Regions from separate parts of the Mus musculus genome. Here regions 1, 2 and 3 are each linked to region 4. The links are chromatin contacts, called in public Hi-C, promoter capture Hi-C and targeted proximity ligation maps. All regions are on one chromosome and are shown on one strand. The core of a region is the stretch at or near the end of the contact, and the rest is flanking DNA. Distances in the headings are between cores, read along the strand shown. Region 1 overlaps Ppp6r3 (protein phosphatase 6, regulatory subunit 3). Region 2 overlaps Ppp6r3 (protein phosphatase 6, regulatory subunit 3). Region 3 overlaps Ppp6r3 (protein phosphatase 6, regulatory subunit 3). Region 4 holds the start of Cpt1a (carnitine palmitoyltransferase 1a, liver).

The links. Promoter capture Hi-C pulls out the DNA fragments that hold promoters and counts their contacts. A called contact is a pair of places that touch in the nucleus more often than the background predicts.
Region 1: a contact with region 4 is called in a promoter capture Hi-C map of liver. A contact is called at or near these places in 3 of 39 promoter capture datasets (the C10 cell line, liver and second pharyngeal arch cranial neural crest), 1 of 484 Hi-C or Micro-C datasets (liver), 3 of 130 datasets of targeted methods (the 230-238 cell line, the NIH/3T3 cell line and the SCID.adh cell line) and 1 of 9 other capture datasets (adipose tissue).
Region 2: a Hi-C map of embryonic stem cells shows a contact between it and region 4, with 4 times the contacts expected there. A contact is called at or near these places in 3 of 39 promoter capture datasets (the C10 cell line, cranial neural crest and embryonic stem cells), 1 of 484 Hi-C or Micro-C datasets (embryonic stem cells), 3 of 130 datasets of targeted methods (the 230-238 cell line, bone marrow-derived macrophages and embryonic stem cells) and 2 of 9 other capture datasets (adipose tissue and liver).
Region 3: a contact with region 4 is called in a targeted proximity ligation map of bone marrow-derived macrophages, with 2.2 times the contacts expected there. A contact is called at or near these places in 6 of 39 promoter capture datasets (the C10 cell line, the SN4741 cell line, cranial neural crest and 2 more), 8 of 130 datasets of targeted methods (the 230-238 cell line, the NIH/3T3 cell line, the SCID.adh cell line and 4 more) and 3 of 9 other capture datasets (adipose tissue, liver and pancreatic islet).

What each region holds. Positions count from the first base shown.
Region 1 is chr19:3,555,084-3,557,783 of GRCm38.p6, forward strand. The region is part of intron 1 of Ppp6r3 (protein phosphatase 6, regulatory subunit 3); the gene reads right to left. Among named protein-coding and RNA genes, the nearest start is that of Ppp6r3, 19 kb to the right of the region's middle.
Region 2 is chr19:3,532,428-3,535,127 of GRCm38.p6, forward strand. All of the region lies in intron 2 of Ppp6r3 (protein phosphatase 6, regulatory subunit 3), which reads right to left. Among named protein-coding and RNA genes, the nearest start is that of Ppp6r3, 42 kb to the right of the region's middle.
Region 3 is chr19:3,470,098-3,472,797 of GRCm38.p6, forward strand. Ppp6r3 (protein phosphatase 6, regulatory subunit 3) reads right to left here. Exons shown (of 24, transcript NM_028999.1): 17 at 1,882-1,936; 18 at 874-1,004. Among named protein-coding and RNA genes, the nearest start is that of Gm23940, 19 kb to the right of the region's middle.
Region 4 is chr19:3,322,026-3,324,725 of GRCm38.p6, forward strand. Cpt1a (carnitine palmitoyltransferase 1a, liver) reads left to right here and starts at 1,276. Exons shown (of 19, transcript NM_013495.2): 1 at 1,276-1,349.

The DNA.
Region 1 (2,700 bases), core at 43-2,542, 230 kb after region 4:
ACTTACTATGAAAATACAGCCCAGTCATAGATTAGTAAACTTGCATCCAAAGTCAAGACCAGTGGACCACCTATACCTGTTACAGCCACAGTGAGTGAGGAATTACTAAACTGGTCAGACTTCATTAGCCCAACTGAGGTACCTACTTTTAACACTTCCTCAATGTCACCAAAACTTTTTACATGGCATATTGTTCAACCGAGTGAGTGAAAATGCATTAGAGTAAATTTCTTTCTTTTCTTTTTAAAAACAATCTCACACTTTGTAGCCCAGGCCAGCCTAAACTCTCTATGCACATCAGGCTAGCCTCCAATTTGCTGCCATCCTCCTGGCCCCACCTCCCAAGAGCTGGGATTACAGGCATGCACCAACATGCCCCTTTAAATGAACTAGTATCTTTCATAAATTAATATTCTTCATTACAGCAGCAGCAGTATAATCAAAGGCACATCCCAGGCTGCTGAGATGGCTCAGCAGTTAAGAGCGCCGACTGCTCTTCCAAAGGTCCTGAGTTCAAATCCCAGCAACCACATGGTGGCTCACAACCATCCATAACAAAACTTTGATGCCCTCTTCTGGAGTGTCTGAAGACAGCTACAGTGTACACACATATAACAAATAAATAAATAAATAGATCTTTTTAAAAAATTGAGAAACCATCAGCTACAAGCCAAGTTCAAAGTCAACTAGTGTGACAAGACACCCAGACTCTAGAAATAAATAAAATATTAAAAAAAAAAAAAGCACATCCCTTTAAGTCCCACAGGCAGGTCTAAGGTGGCACAAAGATTCAGTTCTAGGAAGGGAATCTCTTCTCTTTGTATTTGTCTTATCTACAAAATGGGAGACTTGAGACTAAACCATCACTTCTCAATCTTATAAGTCATTCCTATGATCTAAGAAATAAGGAAATATAAACAGTATCAGAACACAAAGAAAAACAAGTAACAACAGTCTCAAATTTTTAAGAAGTTACTCAAATTTAAACTGAAAACAACAGAGAATGTAAAGTTGCTCAAAGCCAGATGTGGTGATGCACACCTGTAGCCTCAGCACTCAAGAAGCAGAATCAGGCCAATCTCTCGGAGTTTGAGGCCATTTTCATCTTTAGAATGAGTGCCAGTGAGTTTGTTAAAAAGAAAAAAAAAATTTCTCTGCTGTAAGACCAGTCTGTTTGGTTGTACCAAGCCTCTTATTTAAAAAGATAAATAAAAGGCCAAACTTCAAAAAGGCCCACAGCACTGTGTTCACGTGGGCAACATGAGAATGTACAGCTCACAAAGGTCAGTGCTGTTCTCACATACACAAACAAGGTCCCAGGCTACATTCAGAGCTCTCTGGCATCAGACACTTACTCTGTCAAGGATTCAAACCAAGTAAAATTTGATGTGGCCTTGATGGGAGATATGCCTGTTCTAGGCATAATCAGGTTAAAATGGAATGTGGACTCACTCACAAGTCTTTTAAGACATCACACACCCTTTCCTTGTGGTGTAGCCCAGTATGTACATACAACAGGAATGAGTTTCCCAAAAAGAATCTCTGTCAGCCTCTGAAAAAGGAATACACACTGACTGGTGCATGTCCTAAAGGTAGTCACACACCCCCAGCCCACCCCGCTCAGAGTGACTAGACTAACAGCTCTTCCAAAGGCTCACTTCTACAGCCTGCTTTAGCTTATACCAGACCAACATTGGTATGTTTTTCATTTTTTAAATGAAAAAAAAGATTCTCAAAGATTTTGACAAAGCTTGATTAATAACAAAAACAAACAACCTCTAAACCCTTTCCTGAAGACTTTTGACCAGTACTTTCCCATGTAAGAAGGCCACCACTAATGACCACATCGTTTTCAATTCTTGCTTTTATTTAAAAAAAAAAAAAAAAAAAAAAAAGCCTAATCTTCCAAAAGTAGAGCTGCTGGAGAATAGACGTGCACCTCTGTTAAGTCACACCTACTTTCTTCCCACCACCCACCACATGAATGTCTGTTTCTTCACATCCATCAACATGAAAGCATGCTTTCTTTTCTCTTGAGTAAGGCTGCACATTGTTCACATTTTTCAAAGTATGTTTCTGTGTGCCTGAGTACACTTTGCCTGTAGAGTCCAGAAAAGACTATGAGATCCACTGGAACTAAACTACTGGTAGTTCTGATCTGCGATGCAGGTGCAGGCAACTAACTTTGGGTCTTCTGTAAAAATAGTACATATCCCTAACCAGTCAGCTCCAATTTTTTGAATTTTTGAAAGCCATTTACACTTCACTTTTCTGCCAAGTGTCTGTTTACAGTTTTTGTCCATTTCTATTGGGCTGGGCTGGTTAGTGCTTTGTAGTAATTATATTTTACAGCATATGATAGCACTCCCTCTTCAATTAATTATATACTGTACCAGTCGACTTCAAGCTGGGTTCACTCAGTTACCCTTTTCAGTCCTCATTTAACCTGCTCTCAACGCGGTTCACCAGGAGACACCTCTTCCCACCTGCCCTACCCACCCACACTGGAATGAGAATGTTTTCATCAGTTGGCCTCTTTGACCATGAATTCTTTTTTCTCCCTGGCCACTCTTTCTCTCTATACATTACTATCACAGAAGCCTTTGAAAGTACAGGCTGGCAGTTTCCATCTGTGCCCCAGAGCTGACCCTGTGCCACAGCTCTCCATACCCAAATTCTGACTGGAGAGAGTTGGTCTCC
Region 2 (2,700 bases), core at 129-2,628, 210 kb after region 4:
ATAGTTGAGACAGGATCTCATACAGCCCAGAGTAGCCTCCAAACTTACTATGTAGCCGAAGCTGACCTTTAACTGATCCTCAAGCCTCCGCCTGATAGTGTTAGGGTTACATAGGCATACACCATCACGGACCTAACAAAGTGTCTGCAGGACACATGAACATACTTAAAATCCACACTTTAGCTGAGTGACGCTTACTTATGGAACTCTAGGAAAGCTGGCCAGCAAGGGAAGGTATTTGGTGAGAGACCAAGGTACCCTTTTTTACCGACCCTAGGCTTCTTTTACAAATTAAACCAAGAAGTTTGAAAATGTTTTTTTCCCACAAAAGGACTAGATATTTAGAGCAAGCAAGCAAGTCATCAGGGAGTCACCTGACCCCGCAGATGATCTCTGCTGATCTTCTAGTGAAAACTGCCATCTACACAAGAGAGCCAACGGACCCATTTCCATCTCTTGAATAAACCTATTCACCTCAGATCCAGGCTTTAACTACAGATCCATTAAGACTGTTACACCAAGCCAGGCGTGGTAGCGCAAGCCTTTAATCCCAGCACTCGGGAGGAAGAGGCAGGTGGATTTCTGAGTTCAGTGAGAGGCCAGCCTGGTCTACAAAGTAAGTTCCAGGACAGCCAAAGCTATAGAGAAACCCTGTGTGTGGGTGGGGGGGCACACGGGACGGACGGACGGACGACTGTTAGACTAGTTTCATACACTACCAAGGTTGGCTGTGGACGGTAACCTAGGACAGAGCCCTTCATTTCACAGTGTGTCAGTGAAAGAACCTAGTGGGGAAACCCCCACTCAATTCCCGATTCGACGTGCACCCAAGAATCACGAACAGACGACCATCTTGATGTAAAAGCATGAGGTGGCTTAATGACGGAGCTCCGGGCCGACACGTATCTCCCGCAGGAGACAGGTGTTGACCACATGGTGGAGCCATAATGGCAGAGCTCCGGTTCAAATCGTATCTCACACAGGAGACAGTGGTTTCGACCCGTGGCTTGGAAGCTAGGGGTTTTTATAGAAAGGGGTGGGGCTGGGGGAGGAATTGGCACGGTTTTACATGATTGGTCCACTTAAACATCAACAGATTGTCAGAAGGGCAGGAGATAGGGAGGCACTAGGCCAGTCAGGACATGTAACAAGGGGCCTGCCCGGGCATGTCCTGGCCTGTTCTGCTATGTTCTCAGCCCCAGGTTTCAAAGCTCACAAACAACTCTTTGGGCTATTTGACATAAATTACATGAATCACATGTCTCAAGTTTTATTTCCTTTCATCAGCACTGACTGTCTGGGAGACATGGGACATCATCTACAGGAGATGTGAGAACCAAGGTCCTGCTCACACAACATCAGCCCATCCAAGGAACTTAAGCATGATTGACTGACAATCAGGTGCTTCCACCAAGTATCAAGAGTATCCTATCCTCTGTGTGGGCTAGTTTTATGTCAACTTGATACATAAAGTAGAGTTATCTGAAAGGAAGGAAACCTCCATAAGATCTGGCTGTAAGGCATTATCTGAATTAGTGGCTGATGGTTGGTTCCATCCCTGGGCTGGCAGTCTCGGGTTCTAAAAGAAAGCAGGCCAGTAAGCAGAACACTCCATGGCCATCAGATCCTACCTTCAGATTCCTGTCCTATTTGAGTTCTTGTCCTGACTTCCTTCCTTTGATTATCAACAGCAATACAAAGTTAAACAAACCCTTTTCTCCCAAAATTGCTTTTTGGTCATTGTGTTTCATCGCAGCAATAGGAATCTCTTCAGTGCCATTAAGTATTCACAGAGACCTGGATTCTATTGCCAGCTGTGGGGCTGCTGGAGCTTGCAGTCCTGAAACCTCATCTCAACACTTTTAAGCCTTAGCAGCTTATCACATTAACTGATTGTGGAAAGTGAGCAGCTGGAATGTACTTCAAAAGAAGCCACCATTTTATCAATACCCCAACAATGCTCCACTTGGAAGCTTAGAGCACTTGCTCTCAAACCTTTATGGGCAAGGAGTCACCTAGAGGTTTTGTAAAATGCAGTCTGATTTCTGACTCAGGAAAGAACAGCTCCGGCATGAGACTCTGTATTATCTACCTGATGCCATAAGTCTGGGATAGTGCCCATCAACTGTTATTCAAAGGGACAACTAAGAATCAATTTAGCCTTTATTTTTATTATCATATTTGAATACAGTAACATAAAAAGCATACTAACGCAAGGGACTGTGTTTACATGGGAGCTACACACCATATGATTGTCCAAAGAGAAGAACAATTACACCAAATGCTAAATTTAAAACACATACTACCAGAAGCTCCAAGTTTCTCTGAAAAGAAAACTGCTGCTGATTGCCCTGTGAATGAACTGTGAACTGCAGGAATAACAAGAACCACATCATCTCTCTGAAGAGCTCTGCTTCGGCTGAGCACTTCTTTCTTTCTGCAGGAAGAAGTGGGGTTCGGCCAAACTCTCAGTCCATACCCTGCCCTGTGTGACAGTTATACCCAAGACTGTCTGGACACAAAACAAAAACGTTGTCTCCAAAAACAACTCAAGATGGTGACGAGTTCAAGAAGTTAAGGCAAGCATTAAAGGAAGCCCTGAGCACAGGGTTCTATGAGACTGCACAGCAACATGCCAGCCCAGTCAAATCTGTCTACATCATTTCAGAATGAGCCCCACTGCAGTCCAAGGGGACCACC
Region 3 (2,700 bases), core at 49-2,548, 150 kb after region 4:
GCTTAGGATGTTGACTTCCACTGTCTATGTACAAACTCCTGATATGGCTTCTGGTTTGAAAAAAAGTTTTTCTGAACTAGGAGGATGTTGCTGACGAGACACTTTTTGCAGGACAGAGATGGTTCTGTGAGTAAAAGTGCTTCCTGTCAAGCCTGACAAGCTAAATTTGACCCCCCAGGATCGGTAACCAAAAACAAACAACAAACAAACAAACACTGATCACTCCAAGATGCAAGCACAAACATGTCTACCCTAAATAAACAAACAAACAAACAAACAAATAAATAAAATTTCATTAAGTTACTTGCAAAGGAAAACCAAGTTAAAAGAAAAGAAGAAAAAAAGAACATGGGATCAACTTCCATGGCTCTTGTGTAAAGAGTCATGCTGCTAAAGGCAGAGTGGACCAGAACATCTTCCCTTTTATTATTTTTTGCTTGTTTATTTAATGTATGTGGGTGTTTTGCTTGCACCATTTCTGTGCCTGGTACCAATAAAGGCCAGAAGAGGGCACTGGATCCCTCAGAACTGAAGTTGCTATGGCTACAAGCTGTCCTGTGGTACTGGGAATCTAACTCAGGTCTTCAGAATAAACAGCAAGTGTTCGTAAGCACTGGCTCATCTCTCTAGTCCTCCATCCATCCATTTTTTTTTCCTTTTGATTTTTTTGAGATGGGGTTTCTCTGTGTAGCCCTGGCTGTCCTGGAACTCATTCTGTAGACCAGGCTGTCCTCTAACTCCGAAATCTGCCTGCCTCTGCCTCCATTTATTTTTTTAAATACTTAATTATTTTGTCCTGCAAGTTCAGCTTACATTGGTGGTGCCATGTGCAAGTCTCATGAAAATCACTTGGCATGGCAAGCCGTGGCTCACCTGGACCTCCTCTGGGATTCGGGAGTAAATGCAATGTGCTTCTCCTCCCAGATATCCTCTTCATCAGAGCCGCCATCATCAAATTGTTGTATCCGTTCTTTACAACATGCTTCAAACAGGGCAATATTTCCCTACAGAAAAAAAGTAAAGAAAAGAGAAAAATACAACTGAAGTCAGAACTGTTTTCTCTCCCAAATTACCAGGGAAAATTGTGTTTTTATATTTGCTTTTCAAAAAATGGTACCTATTACATATGCCCAAATCAAGCATAAACATAAAAATAAAATGTTAGCTTCTGTGTAAGTAACAAAAAATTCCTGAGAAAGATTGGATTTAGCATGAAAAAGGCCTGAATATGAGCTCACTTGTTCCTCACAGGACTGCCCATTTCATTCTGAGCTTCCTCTTTGATCAAAGATAAGTCTTCAATATGACCAACAAGGAAATGACATGGGTCCTTCCTGTTACCAGCCCAGGAAGTCATAAAGAGCTGCTATAACCTGACGAGTTATTCTACCTCACCAACAGCAAGTAAAAGTAGATTCTCATGATATTCAACCTAAAATCAGAACGGCCCCATTAAAATGCCACAAATGTCTTGTTTGTAAGAGAAGCCTGGCAGAGAGCTTGATATTGACCCAAGTTATGTTCTTTTCATGCAACAGAGATGAGAAACCAAGGCCAAATGTCTGTGGTACAATCACAGTGGCAGGGTCCTATTAGCCAAGGTTGCAAACTCCTACTTGCAGGTCCAGGCAGACATAATGTGATGATACTCATTAGGATAACTGGGATGTGGGATCCCATAGGGCAAAAGAGCCTACAGCTCGGGACAACCATCTGCAGCCTCCGGCAACACTCAGCACAATTCTCCACTTCTCCAGAGGCACAGCACGACAGAAAGCGTTTATACTCACACTTTCACAACACAACACAACACACAACACAACACAACACAATTCTCCACTTCTCCAGTGGCAGAGCACAACAGAAAGCGTTTATACTTACACTTTCATTTGTATTGAGAGTAAAGTTGATATCTGACACCCGATCAAAAGAAACACTATAAAGAAAACATAAGAAGAATTGTTGTCATCCATAGGTGGCTATAAACAGTGCTCTGAAATCCTCAAAATTTCAAGTATTTCTATTATCAATGCACTCTCGGTGAGTAATGCACAAACCCTCCGTGCTGTATTCAATGGTGCCCTCCCTGGTACTAAAGAGTGGATACAGGGAAGAGTTGAGATGGGAGCAGTGGAGATGATGCTTTGAGGCCGTGACAGCCTTTCAACAACACATTTCTAACTTCTGTGCTAATTATGGTTGCAAGGATCACATCAACAAAACCAAGAAAAAAGCTTCCAAACAATCAAGTCCAAACATGAAAAAGCACAAAAGCATTGTTAGGTACTAGGACCGATTCGTACATGAAACACACAGGCAATCCTGCCATCCTGCCTCCTTGAAAGCATGACAGGGATGGGTAAAAGCAGCCATGATGAGCTACATGATTATAAATGGTGGGACAATGTTATTAATCATCAAAGCTCCATTCTAACCAGTTATCAGGCTAAGCATTTGTTCTAAAAGAGAATGTCAATTCTGAACTAGTAAAACTAGAGTCCAGATGGGAAAAATCCAAGATGTCAAGAGGAGATGGGGTAGGGATGAGGGTCTGTGTGTGTGTCTGTGTGTGTGTGTATTCTGATCCTATGTAGATTGTTCACATAGCAAACAGATAAATGCCTTGTATAGTGTTTTTCTTTCTGGATAGAAATAAGCCAATGAGGGAGGTCGCTGGGTGTCTTAGTGCATGCTGTTCAC
Region 4 (2,700 bases), core at 26-2,525:
CAGTGCCAGCCACATGTCACACTGGTCTCTGCTTCCACGCTCAGGAACAGGTGCTCAGATAAGGATGCTTAAGAAGATGGAAGGCGTTTGGGTGTGTCAGAACAATGAAGGCAAGTGAAAGACCCCGATTCTCTATGAGTCCCTTCACATAAACTAAAAATCTCAAAGTTACACCCAACAATCGCCTGTCCTTTTAAATAATAGAGGTGTAGGGGGAGATGAGATACAGCAACAGTTAACTACAGTTGGGGGCGGGATCAAGGGGAACTTTCATTTTCTCTATGGAACCCTTCCACGGCAAGGCAGAGAAAGATGGAGGCAAACAGGGCTCTTCCATGACCAGGCGTGCTTGACCTCAGAGCTGCGACTCTTCCTTCTTCAGCGCATTTATGGAGAGCTTGCTACACGCAGGGCCTGGAGCTGCAGCCTGGGAGGGCGCCCCATCTGGCGGGTAGAGTGCTTTGCCATGTCTGGCCCGACTTCTCTACACCCTGTTCACAACTCACCCTGCAACCTTCGTTCCCCGTGTGCTGCCAGCGATCCCCCTCCAGAAGCCACTCTGTCCGAGGTTCCAATCACTCCCCTATTGACACCTATTCGTTCTCAGCGTTCAAAGAGTACTTCGATTCCGTTGCTTTTGGGCGCAGAGACTTGAATCCAGGACCTTACACAGGCAAGGAATGCACGGCATTGTGAGCTACCCACACACCCTAATTGTTCCGCAGATGAGGGTTCCCCCGCCCCCTGACGATTTTATCCCAGGGAGACTATGAGTGTGTTGGCCTCTGGCGCCAACCTGCCCCCGGATGTCAAACATCTGTTCTCAAACTTGGAACCTGAGCTTACTTCTTCATTCTCTGATGTTAGACAAGCCGTTCTTCCCAACACCACCCCAAGCGTCCCACTCCCCTTTTTTAAAAAAAAAAATAATCAACCAAACAACCAAACAAACCAAAAGTCTGGAGCAAAATCAGCATAACTCCCGCAGGGTTGCAGAGAAGTTTACGGGCGGATTAGTGTAAACCGCGAGTGTAAGCCAAGTATGGTGCAAAGAGCTGTTTTGGACATGGCTTTAATGAGTTGGTCCCTTTTGTATATGAAGAAACTGAGGCTCTCAGGGTAAGGAATGTTGTCCTAGGTCTGCCGTTGGCAAGCTCGGGACTTAGCCTCAGTTTCCTTACTGACCTCCTCCCCGCAGCCCCGCCCCGTCCAGGCCCCGCCCCGTCCTGCCCGCGCTGCAGCCCAGCTGGGCTCAGCCAATCACCCGCGGCGCGCGTCGGTGAGCCTGGCCTCGCCCGCCCCGGCCCGGACTCCGCTCGCTCATTCCGCCGCCGCCGTCTGCAGACTCGGTAAGACACCGCGAGGGCAGCGCTGCGGCACCGCCCTGGGCTGGGCGCGCGGGTGTCATTCTTAAGAGTGTGGAGGGAGACCCAGACTGTGCCCGTAGGGTACGCGTGAGCCGCGCATTGGAGAAGCAGAGGGCACTCCCTCCCCCGCGCAGTGACGGATCTGGGGGATCCCGGGACGGGAGGAAAGATGCTTGGTCCCCAGACTGGGCAAAATGCCTCCACTCGGGACGCGTGGGACCTCGGCTCGTGGTGTCCCGCCCCACGGTGGATTCACTCACCGCGTGGGTTTGGGGTCTTCATTGCTCTGTGAAAGATGCTTATGATTAGGCGTGACTCCTTGGTCCCTGACCAGTAGGAGTGTCAACTCCCTTTCTGACCCCTGCTCACTCCCCACTCCGCGGGTGGCTTGGGGCCAGTGTGGACGCCGAGCGTTCTCCAGGCTCTTTCCACCCGCTACTCTGCAGGTGGATTGGTTCTCGGGGTCCGTGAGGGTCGGGCTCGGCAGTAGGAAGGATGCTCGCACAGGGGACTTGGCAGGTGGCCGGTGCCCTCTCTTCGTGCGGGTCCCTGCAGTATAGCCTTCGGGACACACCCTTGGCGCAGAGACTTAAGTGTTTTGCACCCCTCACCGCGGTTTTGCCCGGGGTTCAAGGGCAGGTGGGTGTCAGAGACTGCCCAAGGTCGCGCCGGGACCAGAGCCCGGGAGGGTGGGGGCGTCACGTGACCTGGCCTGAGCGAACTTGGCCTGGGACAGCCGGACAGCACGGTCTGGGCAACCAGGCTGTGCGGTAACAGCGGGTACCCTTCGTTTTTCTTCATCTTATTGTGAATCGGGTCTGGTTTTCGTTGATGTCACAGAACACAGATGAACGCTCAAGTTTTTAAGGAGTTAAAAAGTTCCTAGTGTGAACCAGGCTACATACAATCAAGCTCAGTACTCTCAGCTCTGGGCCGACTCTCGTTCCGTGCATTTAAATAGTTGTCCAAAAACAGATTTTAGTCGGAAACTGCTAACTTTGGAAGTTCGCAAATAAAATGAAAGTGAGTTTAGAAGCCTTTCGGAACGCGTATTTAGTTACAGCATTTTGTTGCACAGGCGTCTGGTTTCTGGTCATTCCTGATATTCAAGCGTGTTTATCACTGTCAAAACCACAAGCCAAATGACTAAAACACAGCTTTGGCCTTTTATTTGTGCCAGCAAGCATACATCACCACCACCCCCTTCCTAGTCGGTCGACTCAGGACTCAGTGAGGACCTAAAGCAGAGGACTGTGGTGTGGGGAGGACAGTGCTTGCTCCGGGGCAGTGCAGAGTAGTAGGTAGGTCTGGGCAGCGTCCGCATTCAGAGTCC